Regions from separate parts of the Salmo salar genome. Here region 1 is linked to region 2. A link is a contact called in public Hi-C data. All regions are on one chromosome and are shown on one strand. The core of a region is the stretch at or near the end of the contact, and the rest is flanking DNA. Distances in the headings are between cores, read along the strand shown.

Evidence for each region. Hi-C and Micro-C count contacts between places; a contact is called where the count stands out from the background.
Region 1: a contact with region 2 is called in a Hi-C map of muscle, with 3 times the contacts expected there. The contact joins the promoter of csde1 here to the promoter of slc66a1 in region 2. A contact is called at or near these places in 2 of 3 Hi-C or Micro-C datasets (gill and muscle).

The regions. Positions count from the first base shown.
Region 1 is chrssa15:80,136,962-80,141,629 of Ssal_v3.1, reverse strand. csde1 (cold shock domain containing E1, RNA-binding) reads left to right here and starts at 2,904. Exons shown (of 18, transcript NM_001173622.1): 1 at 2,904-3,722; 2 at 4,109-4,275. The coding sequence starts at 3,416.
Region 2 is chrssa15:79,975,410-79,980,090 of Ssal_v3.1, reverse strand. It overlaps slc66a1 (solute carrier family 66 member 1), which reads left to right and starts at 3,134. Exons shown (of 9, transcript XR_001321045.2): 1 at 3,134-3,267; 2 at 3,972-4,028; 3 at 4,307-4,513; 4 at 4,607-4,681. It overlaps LOC106572030, which reads left to right. Exons shown (of 2, transcript XM_014145740.2): 2 at 1-378. The coding sequence ends at 125.

The sequences.
Region 1 (4,668 bases), core at 1,655-4,154, 160 kb before region 2:
TTGTTTCTTGTTTGTGTCTAGAAAGTGATCCCTTATATAGGCCCAGCCATTTCCAAATATAGTTGCATGTCAAAAAATGTATTTACCTTGCATGAGGCTTTCACTTATCTACACATATCAAGGACTGATTTGATAGGACACAATTAATAAATGCATTTGCAAACTACTGTAATGGTTTATCACATGGCATTTTATATACAAATTGATGCTTGTGTTAAATTTGATGTTGAACCAATGAAGAGGAAAACGCACCTTCCCAAGTTCCAGACTGGTCCCCTGGTGTGCTGTCATAGGGCAGGAATGTGGAGATATATTTGTTATGATAATGAACACAAGTAACCCAACAAATGTCCCAACAATTCTGCTCTTGTACATGTGCACATCTGCTACCATTTTAACAAAGACGGGGAATATTGCCCCTTACCTAGATGGTAGTTTTTTTAATATAATAAATAAACTTGCTTTTTTTGGTGACAACATGCACAACGGCTCCCCTAATTTACTTCAGTGACTTGAATTTCAGATGCAGTTGGACTAACCATCCTGTACCTCAAATTATGACTGACTTCTGCATCTATTTGATAGGGCTGAATCATTCTTCAACTTGTTTTAGGCCAATTGACGTAACAAGAGAAATTAATTCCTCCAACTCTAGCAGAGAGACTTAGCACAGATAAAGGCTTTTAGTGAGCCAGTCTTCCCTGCCATAGGCCTACTTCGTTATTGAAGTTTAGCAATCTTTCCTCTGCCTCTTTATCCTGCCCCTCTAGCTGGTCATATCTAGCCGCCTTTTCCCTTGTCTCCTCACACCCACAGACCCTTTCCCTTAATTGTGACACTGTTCACTGGCTGACCTTTTTGCCTCCCCGTTTATTTATTTTTGTCCCTTTCCCATTTTCACCCTTGCAGACATCCAGAGGTTGGGTGGTTGAGCAAAAAAGGAAAAAAATAACAAATCGAGGCAGTCAAGCAAACCAGTTATCAAGTACAACAAAGGGGTGGAGTTTGGCTTGAGTTTATGGAAAAATATGGGCAGCCCCTGGAAAGGCTTTGTTGAGTTTACCTTGCCCACGTCGCCACCTGCCGCGTTTATTAGCGCTGACCTGAGCAGCACCTCCCCCGTCGGACTCAGCCTGTCACCATACGGCCGATCCGTAAGTTCCATCTTCCCCACCACCTCCCTCCGTCTCCCCCCCCATCGAACACCCATTCACCCACCTTGCCCTGCCTCTCTCTGCTCTGACTGGCCTTACCTTTCCATTCCTCGGGGCTCAGAGACTAGCCTCTGCTCAGGTGCAGTCAAGCAGTTACAGGGTGGTCTAAAGGTTAGTTGGGATTTGGATATCTTTCAAATTAGCTTTTACCCACCACAATTTAAGGCTGTAAATGCTTTGTGCCATGCCCCACGCCCCCTGAGATTAGTGGTGTGGGATATGATTAGTGCTGCAATTTCTGTCTTATGTAGGCAATATAAACAAACTGAAGTTTGTTTAGTGATCTAGTACAGGCAAAGGAAAACAATGGGAGTGTAATGTAACATGAAGTGGGAATAAAGGGTGACTTAAAAAAAAAAACGTGACCTACAAAGCAGGATTCTGATGCAGAGGTGAAGAAATTACTATTGAGTTTCTGGTTTATTACGAAAGCAAAACGTGTTTTTGGTTGAGTCAATTATACCATGCCCATTTCAAATTTCACTGCTTTGTCAAGTCAGCTGGTTAACTCATTGATCCTGCTTTGTAGTATACCCCTCAGGTGACGTTAATGCTCAAAATAATGTGCCCAGTAGGAACTTGACAAAACGATTTAGACAATGTCAGTTTGACATTCTTTCCCAAATAATAACTAGACTGAAATAAGCTCATTTAAAACTAAGGTAGGCTAGTTTGTAAGACGAGTTGATTTTAAACTGTTTCCCCGATGGCTGGTGCCGTTCAATGTCGCTTAGTCTGGAATCTTAGTTATCGAACCAGCAAATGGGATTATTCATCCCTTTTAAGGACAGACCATCCAATCTACTAACTACTGGGAATTTCAACTTTTGACATTAATGCTATGCTAGTAAGGGACCTAACAGATGAGGCTGCTCTGGGACCCTTCATGTACCCACTATCATCTTACTGTGTAGACATGCTTCTGTCTAACCTGTCTTTCACATCAGCACTTTCTGATTCTGTTAACTCTTATTTTAACAGTATTTCAGGCAATAACGATAACTTAAAATGTTACAAGACCACCTTTCTCAACGCTTTGTTCTATTCCGTCAGATGTTGAATGGCAAATGTTTATTTTCGTTTTACTGATCATGCTATGCTGATTATTGCAGGGTGTTTCAAAGACAACCTCGCAGGGACATTCCCCCCCATTTTAGTGTTGTAGAGCCAAACGGCACATACATTTCCATCCATAATACTAGATGCTAGGTCTCTGCTAATAACTTAATTTATGAGTTTCTCTTATGGGATTAGGCTTCCCACGGTCAGTATCAATCTGTTTTTTTACTTGCCCCTCACTTTTACAATTGGTGTAAGAAAACTTCAAAGACCTAGAAAGCTACAGTGTAATGGAATGAAAACTCATGAGCAAAACCACAGCGCCAAGTATTTGAATCTCCCAATCACCCTTTAACCCCCCCCCCAACAGTGTGTCCCAGTCCTGACCCCATTGTTGGATATGGAGAGGGTGCACTCCGAACCCCCTTTGGCACGTAATACTGCTCCTTCCACCTCTGCGGTGGCTATCCCCCGCTCCTTCTCTGTCTCCCACAAAAAACACAAGCGGACCCCCCTGTATCAGAGATCAGTAAGTGGGCATGTTGTGTGGGCATCGCATCAGTTGCACCCACAGTGGTAATGACTGCCAGGGGGATGTTAGCTAACTGCATGGTTTGTTTTGCAGTGGCTCTTGATTACTTTGAGGGAGATCATTTAATGGACTTTTGGTTCTGTGTGAAGTCATATTGTAGCACCCAGTTCATGTTGCCTTGTGCTAGTCAATGGGAGATGCAGTGGTTTTGTAGTAGGTTTGGATAAAGATTAAGTCCTATAACAATTGTTTTTGCATGTATAATGTTCCCAACTTTGTCAATCCAGGGGTGCTTGTTTATTTTAGTTGCAATAGTGACTGAGTGAATAGAAGTGGAGGATTCTCTTGAGCCAACTAGAAATAACTATACAGTGTGGCCTTTATTGGTAGTGAATGGTCTGAATCAACATAAAAACCATCTGGGGTTGGCCTACTGTGCTCACTGACATTCAGAACAGAAATGGTCACAACACCAGAAAGCTCTTTTGGTTAGTCTCTCCAAACTTTTGGTTCAACCATCAGTCAGGAAACACAATTTAATGGATTGTGTGTAAATTAGATCTTATTGACGTGTGGGAGTTTCATTTGTGAAAGAGAATTGTTCTATCATATGCATTTACACAATCCCACTCATAAAGTCACATCTGCTCTCGTTCAATGTTCAGAGCTGTATTTTGTCAGATTTTTCTTTTTTTCAATAATGTCTTGTTCTGCTCAGATGAGTTTTGACCCTGGCATGCTCCACAACAACGGGCACACGGCTTTTGCCAATGGCACGGCGGCGGGCATCAGGGAGACAGGAGTGGTGGAGAAGCTGCTCACCTCCTACGGGTTCATCCAGTGCTCGGAGCGGCAGGCGCGCCTCTTCTTTCACTGCTCCCAGTACAACGGCAACCTGCAGGAGCTCAAGATAGGAGGTGAGAGTCCAGTGCTGCTTCTAGTCATTTAGTAGTCTAGTCTCATCCACCAGCCTTGTGCTGAACAACACAAGCTTTTAGGGATGGTTTCCCAAACACAGATTAATCCTGGACTAAAAAACACTTTCAAATGAAATTCTCCTTGAGACTAGGATTAATCTGTCTGGGGAAACTCCACCTAATGTTCATCTGGCCAAAAATGAGAATTCCTTCAAAAAATCCTTGGGGCTAATTGGTAACAACAGATTTCTGTCTTGGTCTCTTCAAGCTAATGTGGGTAGCTTTTAAGTCGATTGACCTCCATGAATGTCCGGTCAGCATTTGGTGTCGAACACACATTTTCTCACAACCTGTTTTCTTCCTTCTCTCTTCCCCTCTGCCTCCAGATGATGTGGAGTTTGAAGTGTCCTCAGACAGGCGCACTGGCAAGCCCATAGCAGTGAAGCTGCTTAAGATCAAACCAGAGGTGCTTCCAGAGGAGCGCATCTCGGGCCAGGTGGGGCCAGACTCGCACGCCTCTCCCTTTACTGTGCTGCATGGTTATATTCATCCAGTTAAGGAACACCATTTTACTTTTGGTTCTGTTTTTGTCCCTGTCACCTCAATGTCGGTGTTTGTTCGTCAGTTGGGTGTATGTTCAAGCTCATTGTAAATCTTTTAAAATCATTTTTCTTTATTAATAGTTTCATAGATGCGTACATTCTTAATACAACCCCCCCCCCCCCACCCCTCTGATTTTAAATCCACATTTTTATTGCGGTTATTTATGTTGGCCTTGGTCTGTTTATCTGAAATGCTAGGAATATCATCTGTTTCCATGGAGATTTACAATGGGCTTGACTGTACTCGACATACATGTTGTGTGGTGGAGGTGAGATTTGACGTTTAAACAAAACAGCCAAAATCTTTCTCGAGAAAGTTCTGCCTAAATTAAGTTGAAGGCTCA
Region 2 (4,681 bases), core at 1,885-4,384:
AGCTTTTTGACACAGTCATCCCCCTGACCATCTCAGGCAGCATCAACCAATTTTTTCCAGTGACGTGCCTGTTGGTCAACTATCAAAACGGACCTTTGGTCAGAGCATGGGCCAAGCCAGTGTAAATGAACATGTGTTTATTTGCTATCAACAAAATAATAAGTTGTTTATCTACGACATGTATCAGTCACTTGTGTTGTAGTGAATATCAGTTTGTGTGGAGCTTGTATTGTCTTTAATTAGGCAATGAGCTTAGGGGTGGAGGAATGAAATCAAGTAAACACAGAATAGCCAGAATGCAAGATTGAATACAATGTTAGAGATGTGTAATTGATTAACTGAACTGTTGAACATTTGCTGAAATACATTTTTTTTAAACAAATCTATTCTACTATAGTTTTCTTCACAAGAACATCAATACTTATTTTTCATGAAACCACTAAACTTGGCACCCATGCAGGGGATCCATTCAGGTGCGAGATAGACACTTCTGCAAGTAGTGGTAAAAATAAGTGGTCAACCTTCTCTCTTATAGTTTTTGAAACCTGTAGATCTGTATATATCCTTTCAACTAGGATGTCCTCCTGTGCACGGATGACAAAGTTACACCAGCTACAACCTGTGAGAAGGATTTGACCTTGCACCTGCCAGTAGTAAGCATGAGATCTCTTCAACTTCAGCTCTCCATTCTGTATCTTAAGGTAAGGGCAGTCAACATAACTTGGTACATGTGGGCACTTGACCTCTAAGAGTCCAAAGTGTGGTCTCACACTGGGATCAAATATGATGCCATCTAGAGAGGATCCTAACCACGGAGCATCTGGGTTCACTACGAAGCCACACGGAAAGAAGTTAACATTCTTCAGTGTGCAGTACTCCTGTACAGCCACTGGCTCCATGGCTAGCCCCCTCTTCATCGCCATGGTCTGCATACCAGATCCCTTGAACATCCGCTCAGCTAGGTTGTCAGCTGAGGTCTCTCCCCGGACATGGCAAACCTCTCGGAAACGAGAGGATGTTATTCTAATTTTCCTGAGCTGATGCCATTCCGGGCTGCTGCTCTGCTCCCTTGTAGCAACCTGAACTTTGTGTGACATCTCGTAGGTTGTCTCTAATGCATTGACGTGGAACTGACATTTCCATTGTTGTCACAAGAGGGGAAGTAAGTAGAGAAAAGTTGGCATACGTTTCTGACACGGGGAGAAGGTCCATGTCAGGCATGTATCCATTGAGTGCTATGTAGAGAGAACTTCTGCAAAACATTTTAAAACCTTATCAGGTTGGAGAGATTACAATGACAAAGACTCATGTAAAGTTTCCAGAAACAGCACAAGCCTGAAAGTTCAAATAAAATGAATTAAAATACAGATTTATAGATTATATATTTCCCCCCAGTCTTTGTCCCAAAATGTGTCATTACATCGTAAAGACGCCGCTGTTTGTGCTTATCATCTGGATACAAAAACAATCACAAGAAAATGTTTTCTAAAATGTTTCCATTCTAGGAACCTCCAACTTACCTTATTCCATCAGCACACGAGTTTGTAGGTTTACGGAACTCTATCCCATCAACCGGACCTGGCTTCACACCCTAATTTAGAAGGATTTACTGTTACATAGGCTGAATACTTTTCAGGTGCATTTTTTAATGGATATTGATAGACTCACAAGTGTTCTTGGCTTGTGCCAACACTGTTCTGTGTCTGTGCAGCTGTGAACTGGTGGTGCAGCAGGAATGTTTAGTTGAGTCTGGTAAAGAAGGGCCACCAGATGATTGCACATAGCACTTCGTGCAACACTGGAGCAGTGGCTTTGGACCACTACCACTGGTACGGAGTGCTTCAACACCATCTGTGAAGATAAGTGTGATGAAAGACTGAAGTGAGAAACAAGAATGATGCGACCCATGAATAACAAACATAGTAGTGTCTAGTCTTCTTAAATAGGGGCTCATTTAACTATACAGGAATACATTGTGTCTCAGTAACACAATTACCAAACACTGCAGCAACAGATCTTTACCAAATAACCTGTTAAGTGGGCAATTCTAAATTGGGATTGGGACCCATCATTAATATCTATCTATTGATAAGATTAAACGTTGGCACTGTCTCCAACACATTTTGACCATGATGACGGTGTCTCACAGGGGATGTTTAACAAGGTCCCTAGTAGCTATCTATAACCTTTCCCTACTCTCATGGACCTGTGACAGGCAGCCCTCACGGTGATCTCCCCTGTCAATGTATCTTTGTTAGATACTGTGTAGAAGACATGAATAACAATTATTTTTAGCTAGCAAATATACCTAGCAAGCATAACTTAACCAAGCTAACGAAAATACACACATTCTCGGGTAGATTCTGTCAACGTTACATAATTTTACGAAGTAACTTGCTAGCTACAGTTAATAGTTAAATTAGCTAGCTAATGATTGTAGCTAGCTAACGTTATATCTGTCACTGACTTGGTACTCACCTTCATAGTTGTCTATGTAGCTTCCTATAACGGTATACATCTTGAACCCCTTTTCATTCTTGTTAGCTGGAGTCTCGGAGGCTGATTTAACAATTTGATGTACATCATTAATATTAATTTGAGGCAAGTCCTGAAAACACCTAGTAAAAAAACTGCGACATAGTGGTAATAACGTTATATCGTCGATAATAACTAGACTGACCGGAAATTGCCACGCCGGTAGGAAGTGTTAAGAACGTTCTATCATGGAATGTGCATAAGGGAAGGTTTCTTCTGACACATTGGTGCGGCTGGTTTCCGGGTTAAACTGGCGTGTGTTAAGGAGCGCGGTTAGGTGGGTCATGTTTCGGGCATGATTCCACCTTCGCCTCTCCCGTTGGGGAGTTGCAGCGATGAGAAAAGATCGAAAAGGGAGGGGGGGGTAAAATAAATAAACAAAAATCAGTGTCAGATGCATGTTTGTGACATAGTTGAACCCAGACCAAAATAGGCCATAGGGAAGGTATTTGGTAGAATAAACTGACATGATTTCAGAGCAGAGAGGAAGCAAGAGGGTTTGCTCCCGTCAAAATATGTCCCCGATAAGCAGACCTCCCGCCTTTGGAACAACAACTCCCATTTTTGGGGAGGAGACTACACCATCTCGTCATTATATACAGTTTCTCTGGATAAGCATAGTTCTCTGCTGAGTCATCAGTCAGGTGAGCAGGGTCAGCTGACAACAGTGTTTAGATCGAAGACTCCCGCGAGCTGAGGCCGAGCAGTTTTTTTTTTAGCTTGTGTGTTGAGGTAAGCCATACTGTTCAAAATACACTAAATTTGTCACAATTTCATGGGAGTAATTGGCTACCTGTCGAGTCGTTTGCGTGCGATCGTTAGAATAGCTGGGAAATGTGCATGTTTCAGGCAGAAATATGCGGCCGCAGCGAACATCGGATGTACATGATAAATCTTAATTTTCACAGCTTTATGAAAAAATGTAAAGCCTGTAGATCTTCGAAGACCGTGGGGAGGGAGGCTTGCTGCACACTAATGACAGAATTGCCACGCAGATCGATGAGGCTAAGTAACGAGGACTGTTGATATCTGATGCGAACATGTGACATGTGGACACAGTTTACCGCTGTTCTGTAACTTCAAGTTTCAGGAGCTTGAGGACAATATTCATCGTGTCTGTCTATTTCAAGATGCATCCTAAATTCCAGAAACGTCCCCCACAAACGCAGGTTAACTAGTTCGAAATTATTATTTTATGCTGTGATTTGGACATTTTTAAAATGTAGTTGATTTGTTTTTGACCGGAGGTATACTACAAACATAATATCTACATTGAACTGTTACACATAAAATGAAGAATGAATACGTAATTTAATCGGATCTTTATGGTGTGGCTTCATCTGTCGTCCTAACTCCGCCTTTACTCTGACGTTGGAGATCATATTCCAATCAGTTCAGTTGAGCTAAATAGTTTTCTCCCTAACCTTTGCAAACAGACGTCTGAAAAAGGCATTGTGCCTCCTTGGACACATCAACAACCGCCCGAGAATCAGGTAAGATACTTAAAAAAAATGTTTGACCACAACCGTTGTCCTGGAAGACGTTTGAAGCAGAGCCAGCTGTAAAAACTCAGCGAGCAACATGTTTGTCCCCAGCTGAAAAGTCTTTATCAGTACAAACCGACTTCACTCTGAATTCCATAGCAGATAGTACATTTTGAGACTGAGCTATAAACAAGTTTTGTCAATAGAAAGAATAAGCGGCAACTTGTTGTTTATTTAGCTAGCTATATTGTTTAGCTTGTTCGTTTAACCCTTTCCCCTCTGCTTAGTATGAGCCTGAATATGGGGTCAGCTGATGGTGTCCTCAAGCGGGGGTCTTTTGGATGGAACACTGATGGAAACTTCAGCTCTGTATGCCCCAATGGATCGGTATGGGTTTGGGAAGGGCTGGGGGAATGTGCCCAGGACGCCAGGGACATGGCCAGTGTCATCCTGGGTCTACTGTCTATAGTGTGCTTCATGGTTTCTTCTCTGCCGTAAGTCTTGATTGGGAATACATTATTTCAGCCCATTTCCAAAGTATGGACAACACCTTTAGTCTTCTTATTTTGTTGTGTTCATGAATACAGGCAATACTACAGCTCTTGTAAGAGTGGGAATATGGACAGCGCCTTGTCCATTTGGTTTCTGTTGCTGTGGCTGGG